2 separate regions of the Mus musculus genome follow, and region 2 is linked to region 1. A link is a contact called in public Micro-C data. All regions are on one chromosome and are shown on one strand. The core of a region is the stretch at or near the end of the contact, and the rest is flanking DNA. Distances in the headings are between cores, read along the strand shown.

The links. Hi-C and Micro-C count contacts between places; a contact is called where the count stands out from the background.
Region 2: a Micro-C map of muscle stem cells shows a contact between it and region 1, with 2.1 times the contacts expected there. The contact joins two enhancer-like sites. A contact is called at or near these places in 7 of 484 Hi-C or Micro-C datasets (3T3-L1-derived adipocytes, the C2C12 cell line, adipose-derived mesenchymal stem cells and 3 more).

What each region holds. Positions count from the first base shown.
Region 1 is chr16:65,922,829-65,929,030 of GRCm38.p6, forward strand. No RefSeq gene overlaps it. Among named protein-coding and RNA genes, the nearest start is that of Gm52259, 15 kb to the left of the region's middle. Within about 2 kb of position 3,398, at least 3 of the 459 cell types and tissues checked have an H3K27ac peak or open chromatin away from gene starts, as enhancers often do. A contact at or near this core is called in muscle stem cells, where this site is marked.
Region 2 is chr16:66,001,859-66,008,060 of GRCm38.p6, forward strand. No RefSeq gene overlaps it. Among named protein-coding and RNA genes, the nearest start is that of Gm52259, 94 kb to the left of the region's middle. Within about 2 kb of position 2,958, at least 7 of the 459 cell types and tissues checked have an H3K27ac peak or open chromatin away from gene starts, as enhancers often do. A contact at or near this core is called in muscle stem cells, where this site is marked.

The sequences.
Region 1 (6,202 bases), core at 2,148-4,647:
AGGAGACATAGTCAGAGCAAAGCAGTCACAGTATCAACAACAAATTTGGTGCTGAAACCAACAAGATCTGTCTGTATTTTAGACTTTAGTATCCAGACTTAAGAATGCAGAAAAGTAAGGGAAAGTCTTGCATTACTGCCTTACATACTAAAAGTACTGAAATATATTAAATAAAAAAATAGAGAAAAAATGACATTTCTAGCCATGTGCTTTTGGTTCTAGTTTTATAGGAATGAATTTTCAGAAATAAGAACTCTAAATAGTCCAACGTGTAGTAAAAATCACACACACACACACACACACACACACACACACACACGAGTGGGGGGGTGGGGAGAGGGAGAGAGACAGAGAGACCGAGAGAGACAGAAAGACATACTATAGTACAAGTATTAAAATCACAGCAAATGGGTTTTTTACAAAGACCATGGTGTAAAGTCAACAATTTAGTTTCATTTCTTTTTAAAATTTTAATTAGGTATTTTCTTCATTTACATTTCCAGTGCTATCCCAAAAGTCCCTCATACGCCCCCCCCCACTCCCCTACCCACCCACTCCCACTTCTTGGCCCTGGCGTTCCCCTGTACTGAGGCATATAAAGTTTGCAAGACCAATTCAAATCTATCCCTGTTACAAATAGAATGAACTGTGTTAGATAATTTTTTTTAATCTAGACTTAACATGAACAATAACATCACAGCTATATTCTCTGGTTTTGTGGGTAATACCTGATCAAAATATGTTAAATGAGAATTTAATAGTGTGACAATTATTTTTAAAAAGGTGCTTTCAATCATTGGCATCATATATCTAAGCTATAAATAGTAGCTAAATGATGGAGAAGTCAGCATGCCATAGACTAAAGGGGAACAAATAGAAAGGTAATTGTCCTTCTCTGAGATTTAACCAAACCTTTCCATGGTGCACACATTTAAGAAAACATCAAGAAAACCTTTTGGTACTACGGGGAATGTGCATACCTGTCAAGAACCCTTGGACTTTTGTGAAAGGAAAAATCTTTGCTGCTGTAGTCAGTGCTTATATTCATCACACCCAGTTCCAAAAATACCCTCCAACTGCTACATCAGAGTGCTTAAGAACATTCAGCCATTTAGTCGTTTTCCATTCAACACATATTTTTAACTGCCTACTATGTGTCAAAAATTGTACTACACTCAAGATGAGAAACACGTGGTTTCTCCATTAGAGAATTTATAATGTTCTCCTGGAGTCCTGCCAATGTATGTTAAAAATTCGTAAAGTTTCTCATGCATACCTAAACTCAAATATCTCAAGGTACCCATAGATGTTGAATTTTACACACACACATACACCACACACACACACAAAGAGAGAGAGAGAGAGAGAGAGAGAGAGAGAGAGAGAGAGAGAGGCATACTCAAACTTTTGATTTGACAAGTAGTACAAGTTAATTTTTATCTTCTTTATTGCTCCATGCCTATGAAAAGCCCCTCAGTTTCCAGAAAGTAAACATGGTCCATCTAAACAAACTGTACTATCATAATTTTTGAGGAAATGTTTAACTGAAAATTTTGCCAATGATTTACTCATTTGATTACTTCTAATCAGACATCCATAATGCTACAAGCCCAGAAATAAAAAAAGATACTGTACTTGAAATGCAATACATATCTTAAATTTTCCAGAATGTTCAAATATCTAGATTCAGACATTCCTGCATAAGTGAGCAGTATTATTCTAGGTGGTGATATGTCTAGGTATCTCGATATTAGCAGAGAGTTTTAAGTTATAGTTTTCAGAAAAGTACTTAAGGTCAGTTGTAAAATTAATATGAAACTATATATGTCAATAAGAAAGTTCCACACCAGAAGTAGCATTTCAAAGAGAACAGGTGATTATGTTAATTCCTGTCCAAGACCAGACTGCACAAGCATACGCAAAGAGTGAATAATGTAATTCACTGTGAATAATGTAATTGAGACCAGCAGAAAGAGCGTAATATGTAGTTTCTTTTTCAATGTACTGGCAGTTTCTTCTATTGGTTGTTAGTGTCTGACTAATTTCTGTTTGTTTAATTAATGAAGACTCAAGGGACAGTTTTGTTTACTGATTTATACAGATGTGTATGTTCCCGGTACCAAATCTAAAAAGAATAAATTATGGAAAATTTAGTATTGAATTATTGTCTGATTAAGATGGAGTCCAGCAACATGCAATGTTAGAGAGACACCTGAAGGAACCATGCTGTATACAACTGAACAGTCTTAGGGGCAAATTTCATATTTGAATATATTAAATTGCTATCAAATGTTAAGCAAATTAAAATTTATGTTAAGTAAAATACACGTTTTTCTGTGCAGATACCCCAAAAACTTGGAAAGTTCAGAAAACTGATGAAATACAGATAAAACTATTGCTGGAATTTAACATGCTTCATTTAAGATACCAAAGAAAAATGTTGGCTATACAACATAGACAAAGCGTTTTATGTAGACATTATAATTATTTCAACTGTTAAATAAGAGGGTCCACTAGATGCCAATTGTTATAAAGTCTTACAATCCCACAAACTAAGGATTTATGTATCTATGAAGAGTGTTAGAGTAGATCTAGTGAATAGAAATCAATAAGAGATGCTTCATCTTTATAGAATTAATAGAATTATTTTATTTTTCTTGGAAATGAAACTGAGGCCACACTAACTGTGTTGATTGTTCATAGCTTCACCAAAAATGGCTCTCAAGTTGATGCTTATGTTTTAGAATTCAATATAAGCAACAAGAAAAATCCATGATGTGATTTGGATACTATATATTTATAATCTTCATTGGGAAATTATAAGTAATGGAAATTTTTGTGCAGCAGTGAGCTATCACAATTATTTTAGAAGACTTTAAAGATGTTAAAAATCGATGTCATCTTAAACAAATAAACAAAAGGAATCTTAAAATTTATAACATGCTGTTTTGAAATGTATTTACACAGCGTAAGGACTACATCTATCTATTTAGCATATGAATTAACTTGTATACTTATCTCTTTTATGTGTGGTGAAGCAGATAGTCCTAATTCTTTAGCAATTTTGCACAACACAAGTCATTGTTATTGATTTCTGTTTTAGTCAGTGTTCTCTAAAGAAACAGAACTTAGATGAAGAAAAATTCTATCTCTGTATATTATGACATACCACTGAAGTCCAATGAAATGAGAATTTTGTTGGAGATACTTAGGAGTAAAGGTGAGGGTTATATACAGGAACAGAATGACTCAAAGACAGCTGCATTACCAGAGCACAGCCCATCATGGATGACAGCTCCCAAAAGCTATAAAATCTTGGGTATAGTACACAGCCTGCAGTCGGCTCAACAGGTTGGGATTTATTACAGTGCTTTACAAGCTGCAGTTTGAGTCATCTAACAACAGCTGTCTCCTGATGCAAAGATCAAGGATTAAGTAGTCATACAGTCTAAAACACTGGGTGTCCCAGCCCAGTGCTGGACTCCCAGTCCCAGGGAAGACCCAGAGAGCTGTCTGTCTTCAGTCTTTGTTGGAATTCTCAAGAGGTTTGGGATCCTGGGGTAGGTTCTAATTCCGGTGAAGGAATGTTTCATGATCAGTCCAGATGAACTTGTCAGGAGGAGTGTGGGCAAACCCCTTCAGCTCCTTCAGTCCTTCCCCTAACTCCTCCACTGGGGTCCTGTGCTCAGTCTGATGGTTGGCTGCAAACATCTTCATCTGTATTGGTAAGGCTCTAGCAGAGCCTCCCAGGAGACATTGATATTAGGCTCCTGTCTGCAGGCACTTCTTGGCATCAATAATAGTGACTGGGTTTGGTGGCTGCATGTGTGATGGATGGCAGGAGTGGGTGGGAGGGTGAAGAGCACAACCCCATAGAAGCAGGTAAAAGGGGGTGCAATAGGGGGTTTTCGGAGGGGAACTGGGAAGGGAATAACATTTGAAATGTAAATAAATAAAACAACCAATTAAAAGCAAAACAAAACAAAGAGTGTGGACAAGCAGTCAAAACCTTTTTTTTTTTTTTTTCTTTTTTCTATGTGTTTTTATGTAGGCTGCCACCAAAAAGCGTAGCACATGATCAGGATGGGTCTTCTCACTTCAAATGATCTAAGTTTAGGAAATCCTTCAAAGGTATGTCCAGACGCTTGTTTTGTTTTTATTTTTGTTTTTAACTTTTTACTTATTGTCTTTGTTGTTATTATTATATACAGTCAACTTGACAACCAAGATCAGTCACCACAACTATGAACTTTATGTTGAGTAAATCCATGAAGGTTAAAAAATAGGATATTCATAATAAAATTCTTCAGGACAAAAATCAAAAACAGTGTAATAGCTTTTGCTGAAATTTACAAATTCTGATGACTACCCTAATTGTTTTACTGGTTGGATTTTAATATATGAGTTCTAGGATATAAACCTCAGAAAATATTATATCCTACTTGTAGTTTGCGCTATTACTATTGTTGCCATTTGGAAACCAATTCTAGGCATTTATTTACACAGATATGTATGTTTGTAAGAGTTTATAATTTCAGATTTAAGTTCTCTTTCTCTCTCAGTTTTTATTTCTTTTCTTTTTTGATTTTATTTTTATTTTTTGATTGGACATTTTCCTTATTTACATTTCAAATGTTTTCCCCTTTCCAGGTCTCCCCTTTGGAAACCCCCAATCCCATCTGCACCCCCGCCTCGCCTCTATGAGGGTGCTCACCCACCCACCCACCCACTACTGTCCTCCTGTCCTGGCATTCCCCTACACTGAAGCATCAAACACCCTCAGGATCAAGAGCCTCTCCTCCCAATGATGTCCAACAAGGCCATCCTCTGCCACATATATGGCCAGCGCCATGGGTCTCTCCATGTGTATTCTTTGGTTGGTGACCCAGTCCCTGGGATCTCTGGGAGATCTGACCTGTTGACACTGTTGCTCCCTCCATGGGGCTGCAAAACCCTCCAGCTCTTTCAGTTCCTTCTCTAATTCCTCCATCAGGGACCCTCAAGCTCAGTCCAATGGTTGGCTTCGAGCTTCTGCCTCTGTATGTCATGCTCTGGCAGAGCCTTTCCAGAGACAGCCATATCAGGCTTCCATCAGCAAGCACTTCCTAGCATCCACGATAGCTTCCAGATTTGGTGATTGCATATGGGATGGATCCCAGGTGGGGCAGTCTCTGGATGGCCCTTCCTTCTGTCTCTGCCCCACACTTGTCTCCATATTTCTTCCTGAGTATTTTGTTTACCCTTCTAAAAAGCACTGAAGCATCCACATTTTGGTCTTCCTTCTTCTTAGGCTTCATATATGACCCAAACACTTGAAATAGTGAAGTACTCATGTAAGGCCTGAGCATTGTAAATATGGCTCTGAAAACCCTTACCTCTCTCCCTTTCCCTCCTCCTTTCTGAACGATTGATTACATTCCTAAAACTAGTCACAAAGGTCTACTCCCTTATTTAGATACTTCTCCCTCCTGAGGCTGACCACCAAGGTCTAACTTTCAAAGCATTGAAGGCAAGCAATAATAGGCCCACTTTGCTAAACACATGAAACTCAAGAAAAATGAAGACTGAAGTGTGGACACTATGCCCCTCCTTAGAAGTGGGAACAAAACACCCATGGAAAGGAGTTACAGAGACAAAGTTTGGAGCTGAGACGAAAGGATGGACCATGTAGAGACTGCCATATCCAGGGATCCACCCCATAATAAGCATCCAAACGCTGACACCATTGCATACACTAGCAAGATTTTATCGAAAGGACCCAGATGTAGCTGTCTCTTGTGAGACTATGCCTAGCAAACACAGAAGTGGATGCTCACAGTCAGCTAATGGGTGGACCACAGGGCTCCCAATGGAGGAGCTAGAGAAAGTACCCAAGGAGCTAAAGGGATCTGCAACCCTATAGGTGGAACAACCTTATGAACTAACCAGTACCCTGGAGCTCGAGACTCTAGCTGCATATGTATCAAAAGATGGCCTAGTCGGCCATCACTGGAAAGAGAGGCCCATTGGACACGCAAACTTTATATGCCCCAGTACAGGGGAGTGCAAGGGCCAAAAAGGGGGAGTGGGTGGGTAGGGGATTGGGGGTGGGTGGGTATGGGGGACTTTTGGTATAGCATTGGAAATGTAAACGAGGAAAATACCTAATAAAAAATGGAAAGAAAAAAGAACATTCCCTGCGCTTACAGAGTACCTAATTTTG
Region 2 (6,202 bases), core at 1,708-4,207, 79 kb after region 1:
AACTGATTATCCTACAAAGTTGATTACTTACCCAACATTCATTCTACTTATAACTATAGTTTAAACTTAAAGGAACATTGGATATTTTAAAAATTCATAACAACATCTATAGATATATCCCAGAAAAAGAAGGAAGAGAAGAAGAAGGAAGAGGAGAAGGAGGAGGAGAGAGGAGAAGGAAGAGGAGGTGTTGGAGGAGGAGGAGGAGGTGAAGGAAGAGGTGGAGGAGGTATAGCAGGATGGAGGAGGTGCATAATTCACAGTATGTGCAAGAATTATATGCATGAAATATTTTCAAGTTTGTTCATGTAAGATGAAAACATAAAGGAGAATGAAGGAGGAGGTGAAGTAGGGTGGAGGAGGAGAAAGATGGGGAAGAGGAGGAGGAAGAAGAAGGAGGAGAAGGAGAAAAAGCAGGAGGAGAAAGAGAAGGAGGAGGAGGAGGAGGAAAGAAGGAGAAGAAGAAATCCAATACTCACTAATGGACAAGTAATTGAAGACCATATTAGTTTCTCATACAAAGCGACCTCCACAGCGACACAGTCCATAGTTCCTGTGCTATCTTTGCATGTCACTAGTAGTGTTCCCAACCTTGTGATTATAATAAAACACTGTACACAACTACTGAATTTTATGCAAACTAGATCAGAATGAGTATTATTCTTCTTTATGATCTATGGTAGGATTTAAAATTATGACTGACATAACATACTCATTTTACAAAATCAAATGTTAGTGGCGGCGAGGTGGCTCCATGGGTATTGACAATTTTCACCTATTTCTGGTGACCTGACTTCATTCCTGGAAACAACAGAAATGTGAAGGGAGAGAACCCACTCCACAGAGCTCTTTTCTGGCCTCATGTGTGTCGTGGATGTGCCCCCCACCCCTGCCACATTATGCCCATGAATTATATGTAGGAAATATTTCCAAGTTTGTTCATGTGAGATGAAAATGGGATAAAAGTGTATTTCAGTTCATAGGTCTGAATGGGAGCACATAAAGGCCAGTTGTACCTTGACAAGCAAAAGTATATTTAAGTGAAGTTTGGAGGAAGACACTTAAAACCACCAAAAATGAGCTGCTAAGATAAACACATGCTCATAAGGCTCCATGCTTCATAGTCTGAGTTCTAGTCTTCATGGTGGAAGAAAAAATTGTCCGGTTAGATTCATATGTGTGGTGTTAATGTGTAAATAAACACACACACACACGCACACACACACACACACACACACACACACACCATGAAAGAGATAAACACTATAATAATTTGTATGTTTTATCTGATAGTAGTGAGCACTGAGTTGTCTGTGGTAGCAGACCTTTACTATCGCTTGACTGTGTTTAGGGTCGCCTGTGGGACCGGCAAAGCATGTCTGCCAGTTTCAATGTTGAAGACTAACTGAGGTGCGCTAATGGCTTAGTCAGAGGAAAGAGGGAAACATGGGAAGGGCAGTGAGGCTCTAGCACCTCCCTGACATCTGCTTCCTGGCTGGCTTGCCACAGTGTGAACTGTTTTGCTCTACCCACCTCCCCTAATGTGGCGATGGTGCACATAGTCCTGAGAAAGCTTCAATTCAGTAAGCCTCTACTCCTAGACTACCTCCTCCTTCTCCTTCATTTCAGCGCTGGTGTCTGGATCCAGGCACACAATGCTGTGCTAGCACCTCACCTCTGAGTAGTTTCCACACTCTTTGTTTGTTCTGTAATTTTTATTTCGAGTCAGAGCCTCACAGCGTTCCTAGACTGGCCTTGAACACATTGTGTATCCCAGACAGTCCTTAACATTTTTGTTTTGTTTTTGTTTTTTCGAGACAGGGTTTTCTGTGTATAGCCCTGGCTGTCCTGGAACTCACTTTGTAGACCAGGCTGGCCTCAAACTCACAAATCTGCCTGCCTCTGCCTCTTGAGTGCTGGGATTAAAGGCATGTGCCACCACACCCAGCTAGTCCTTAACATTTTGATTCTCTTGAATCAGCATGCCAAATGGCTAGGATTTACAGGCAGGGGCAAGCAAAGTCTGCCTTCATCTCTCCGTTTTTGTATTTTTTAATTAATTATTTTATTTATTTACATCCTAAATATTGCCCCCTCCCTGGTCCCCCTCCCAGAACTCTTCATCTCCTCCCTCTCCTCTTTGCCTCTGAGAGAACCGCCACCCACCTCCACCAGGCATCCCTCCTCCCTGGAGCATAAGCTGTTTTTTAGTGTTGAGAGCAGGGGCTAATGGTGCTTGAGAAGAAATGACCTTCGGTTAGAAGATAATCAGAAGTGGGTGGAGTTACAGAGCCTCAGTGAGAAAGCTGTGAAAGGAAGGAAAACTATGCAAGCATACTGAAGCTTCAATACTAGACCATTCTGATCACGGAGAGACATTTCTAAGTAGAATTTTAGTAAAGCGGAAGGGAAGGGGTTAAAATCCAACTAAGGTAGATTAACAAAAGAAGGGAAAGTCAGAGGACTAGTCTTCTTGTTTGCATTTTATGGTGTTGTTGGCAATATTGAGACCTGAGAAAAACCTTGGTATAGGGAGAGAGAAGCTAAGTGTGTAGGAATCAATAGATAAAAGTTTCTTCTGATCATAGAGCTTCTTTTAGACAATAAAAAGCAGCTCTGTGTAACGGACAGGAAGATAACATTGCCTCCAGTTCAGAAGCAGATGCTTGGTGAAGTGGGTTTTGAGGGCATGCTCAACTCTCCTCATTGGCCTTTATATAACACGGAAAGGGGGACAGTGTAGGCTGAGGAGGAGTATCCTGAGACGGAAAAGAGGTGTGTACGGTCTCTGGAGCTTACAAACTGAACTGGTTATCTTCACGAGTGTTAAGTGCCCATTAGAGATTAGGAAACAGAGATTGGAATTGATATCCGTTCACGGAGCAGAGGAATTTTTCTAGACAGCTGCTATGGGATGGGAGGGTGAAGGGCTGGATTTCACTGCCCTTGGAAATTTGCCAGCCACTAAGTCAAGGGGTGAAGAGGACAGGAAGACCAGAGCTGGGACCAGCATTGGTCATAGTGCCACAAAGTCGCCCCAGGAATCTGAAAATTCTTGGCTGAGCAAAGAGGGGATAAAGAGCGGGATGTGAAGGGGGCACAAAGGGCTTGAGTGAGAACGGTCAATTATGAGAGGCCCGAGAAAGGCGGCCCTGTGGCTGGAGGGGATTTCTTCAGTGTGGGTACGCGGCTGCTGGAATGCAGTAGAGAAATTAAAATACAGACTATGAAATAGGACTGATGGAGAGGAAGACCAGACCCAAGAAAGAATGATCTCAGGCACCACAGAGATCAAAGTCTTGAAGTCGTGGGTGGACCCAATGTTCAAATTCCACAGAGTATCTCAAAGAGGGATGAGAAGCTGCTGGTCAGCCAGTTCCTGAAGCTGATGGAGTGAGGAGTTTAAAAAAAAAAAGTATTTTTTTGCTTTATAAATTAAACTGGGAAAATTTCTAAGGGACTCTGCAAGTCTCGAGGCTGCAGGATAACGATTTAACTCATAGAGACAAATCTGTTTATCAATGCCCTGAGCATTATATATCATCTCTTAACGTGACGTGGCTTGAGGTGGGCTATTGGGGTAATGATAGAGCATGAACATCACTATTCCAACTGCTTCATCAATTTAATTACATTTACTTCTCAGACATAATCTTAAACCTCCATGTTCCTTGGAAGTTTTGCTTTCTAATTCATACTAAAAATTTGAGCATTTGAATAACTTTACTCTGGAACGCAAAATCAACTTCAGTAGGCTTCTTTAAAGTGATCAATTAAGCTAGCAAATATTGCACAATGCAAGTACTCCATGTTTGCCATGAAAATTGAGAAAGCAGATTGGAATACATCTTAAGAAAAAAGCTTGAGTTGCTTTTTACATGTTTGTTATTGAATATAGTTTTCAAATGTATAAAAAAAAAAATAGAGTTAAGCCGGGGGGTGGTGGCGCACACCTTTAATCCCAGCACTTGGGAGACAGAGGCAGGCAGATTTCTGAGTTCGAGGACAGCCTGGTCTACTAAGTGAGTTCCAGGACAGCCAGGGCTATACAGAGAAACCCTGTCTCGAAAAACCAAAAAGAAAGGAAGAAAGAAAGAAAGAAAGAAAGAAAGAAAGAAAGAAAGAAGGAAAGAAAGAAGAAAGAGAGAGAAAGAAAGATAGTTGAGTAGTATGAAAGTGAGCCCTGACATAAAGGTAAGAATGCTGTCCAGAAATAGGTAATTGAAGGTTGAACCTGTGGAGCTGGACACCGAATGTATTTATGCAGTACTCGTTCTCTTAGGGAGTATGACGGATTTAGGTACAACAGATACTGAAGGGCATTTTGTTTCCTGACTGGTATAATATTAACATGATTTATAACATATTATAGTAATCATTGTCAGATAATCAGTTTTTAAAAGAACCAATGTAGACACATGTTTCCATTTATGGAACTTATTCTAAAACAGTAATGAATTATTTAAGCCCAGTTTTTGTCAGTGACCACAGTACTAAATTTTAAAACGCGTAGTCATAGCTGCTCCACCTACTGGCAGAATGATGTAAGACACCAGCAAATCCTCAGACCTTGTGTCAAGCAAGCTTATTTCATTAAATAAAAACGTTTTAATTTACGTGTGAAAATATTAGATTCATTGCTCTTTTGTCATTAGCCTAATAACAGAAAATACACAGGATACAGAATCAATATATGTATTAGATATTTTCTTTATTTACATTTCTTTTTTTATTTTTTTTTAATTAGGTATTATCCTCGTTTACATTTTCAATGCATTTACATTTCTAATGTTATCTCCTTTCCTGGTTTACCCTCCGAAAATCACCTATCCCCCCTCCCAACTCCTCCTTTTCACCCACTCACCCACTTCTGCTTCCCTGAGCTGGCATTCCCTTACAGTGGGGCATAGAGCCTTCACAGGACCAAGGGCCGCTCCTCCCATTGATGCCCAACAAGGCCATCTTCAGTTACATATGCGGCTGGATCCATGGGTCCTTCCATGTTTACTGATTGGTTGGTGGTTTAGTCCCTGGGAACTCTGGGGTATTGATTGGTTAATATTGTTCCTTCTATGGGGCTGCAAACCCCTTCAGCTCCTTGGGTCCTTCATCCCACTGGGGATCCTCTGCTCAATGGTTGACTGAGAGAATCTACCTCTGTGTCAGGCACTAGTAGAGCCTCTCAGGTGATAGCTATATCAGGCTCCTCTCAGCAAGCACTTGTTGGCATCCACAATAGTGTCTAGGTTTGGTGATTGTGTATGGGATGGTTCCCCAGGTGGGGCAGTCTCTGGGTGGTCTTTCCTTCAGTCTCTGCTCGACACTTTATCTCTGTATCTCCTCCCATGGCCGTTTTGTTCCTCCTTCTAAGAAGGAGTGAAGTATCCACACTTTGGTCTTCCTTCTTCTTGAGCTTCATGTGGTCTGTGAATTGTATCTTGGGTATTCCTAGCTTCTGGGCTAACATCCACTTATCAGTGAGTGCATACCATGTGTTTACTTTTGTGATTGGGTTACCTCACTCAGGATGATATTTTATAGTTCCATCAATTTGCATAAGTGAGGATGTGGAAAAAGAGGAAAGCTCCTTCATTGTTGGTGGGATTGCAAGCTGGTACAACCACTCTGAAATTCAGTTTGGCGGTTCCTCAGAAAATTGGACATGGTACTAGTGGAGGACCCAGCTCTACCACTCCTGGGCATATACTCAGAAGATGTTCCACCATGTAATAAGGACACATACTCCACTATGTTCATAGCAGCCTTATTTATAATAGCCAGGAGCTGGAAAGAACCCAGATGCCCCTCAACAGAGGAGTGGATACAGAAAATGTGGTACATTTATATTCTTGATCTTCCTATGTCTCATGTTTGCTCTTTATGAAGATATTATTTGAAATGTGATAGCAGCAACAAATGACATCCTACATTTAATTTCTAATGTTTTTGCAAGTTTTAGGCTAAGTCTTTGCAGGCTTCTGTGCATGTTGCTACAGTCCTATGTATGTCGCCCTGTTTCGTCTAGAAGCCCTTAATCTTTTCATCCCCCTGGCTTTTACTCTCTTTTTGCCTCATTTTCTGCAGGGTACCCTGTACCCTAAAGGGAAGGACTTGATAAAGACATCCCTTTTAGAGCTGACTGTTCCAAGGTCTCTCCATTTCTGCATATTATGTGGCTATGCATCTCTGAATTTCTTTCCAT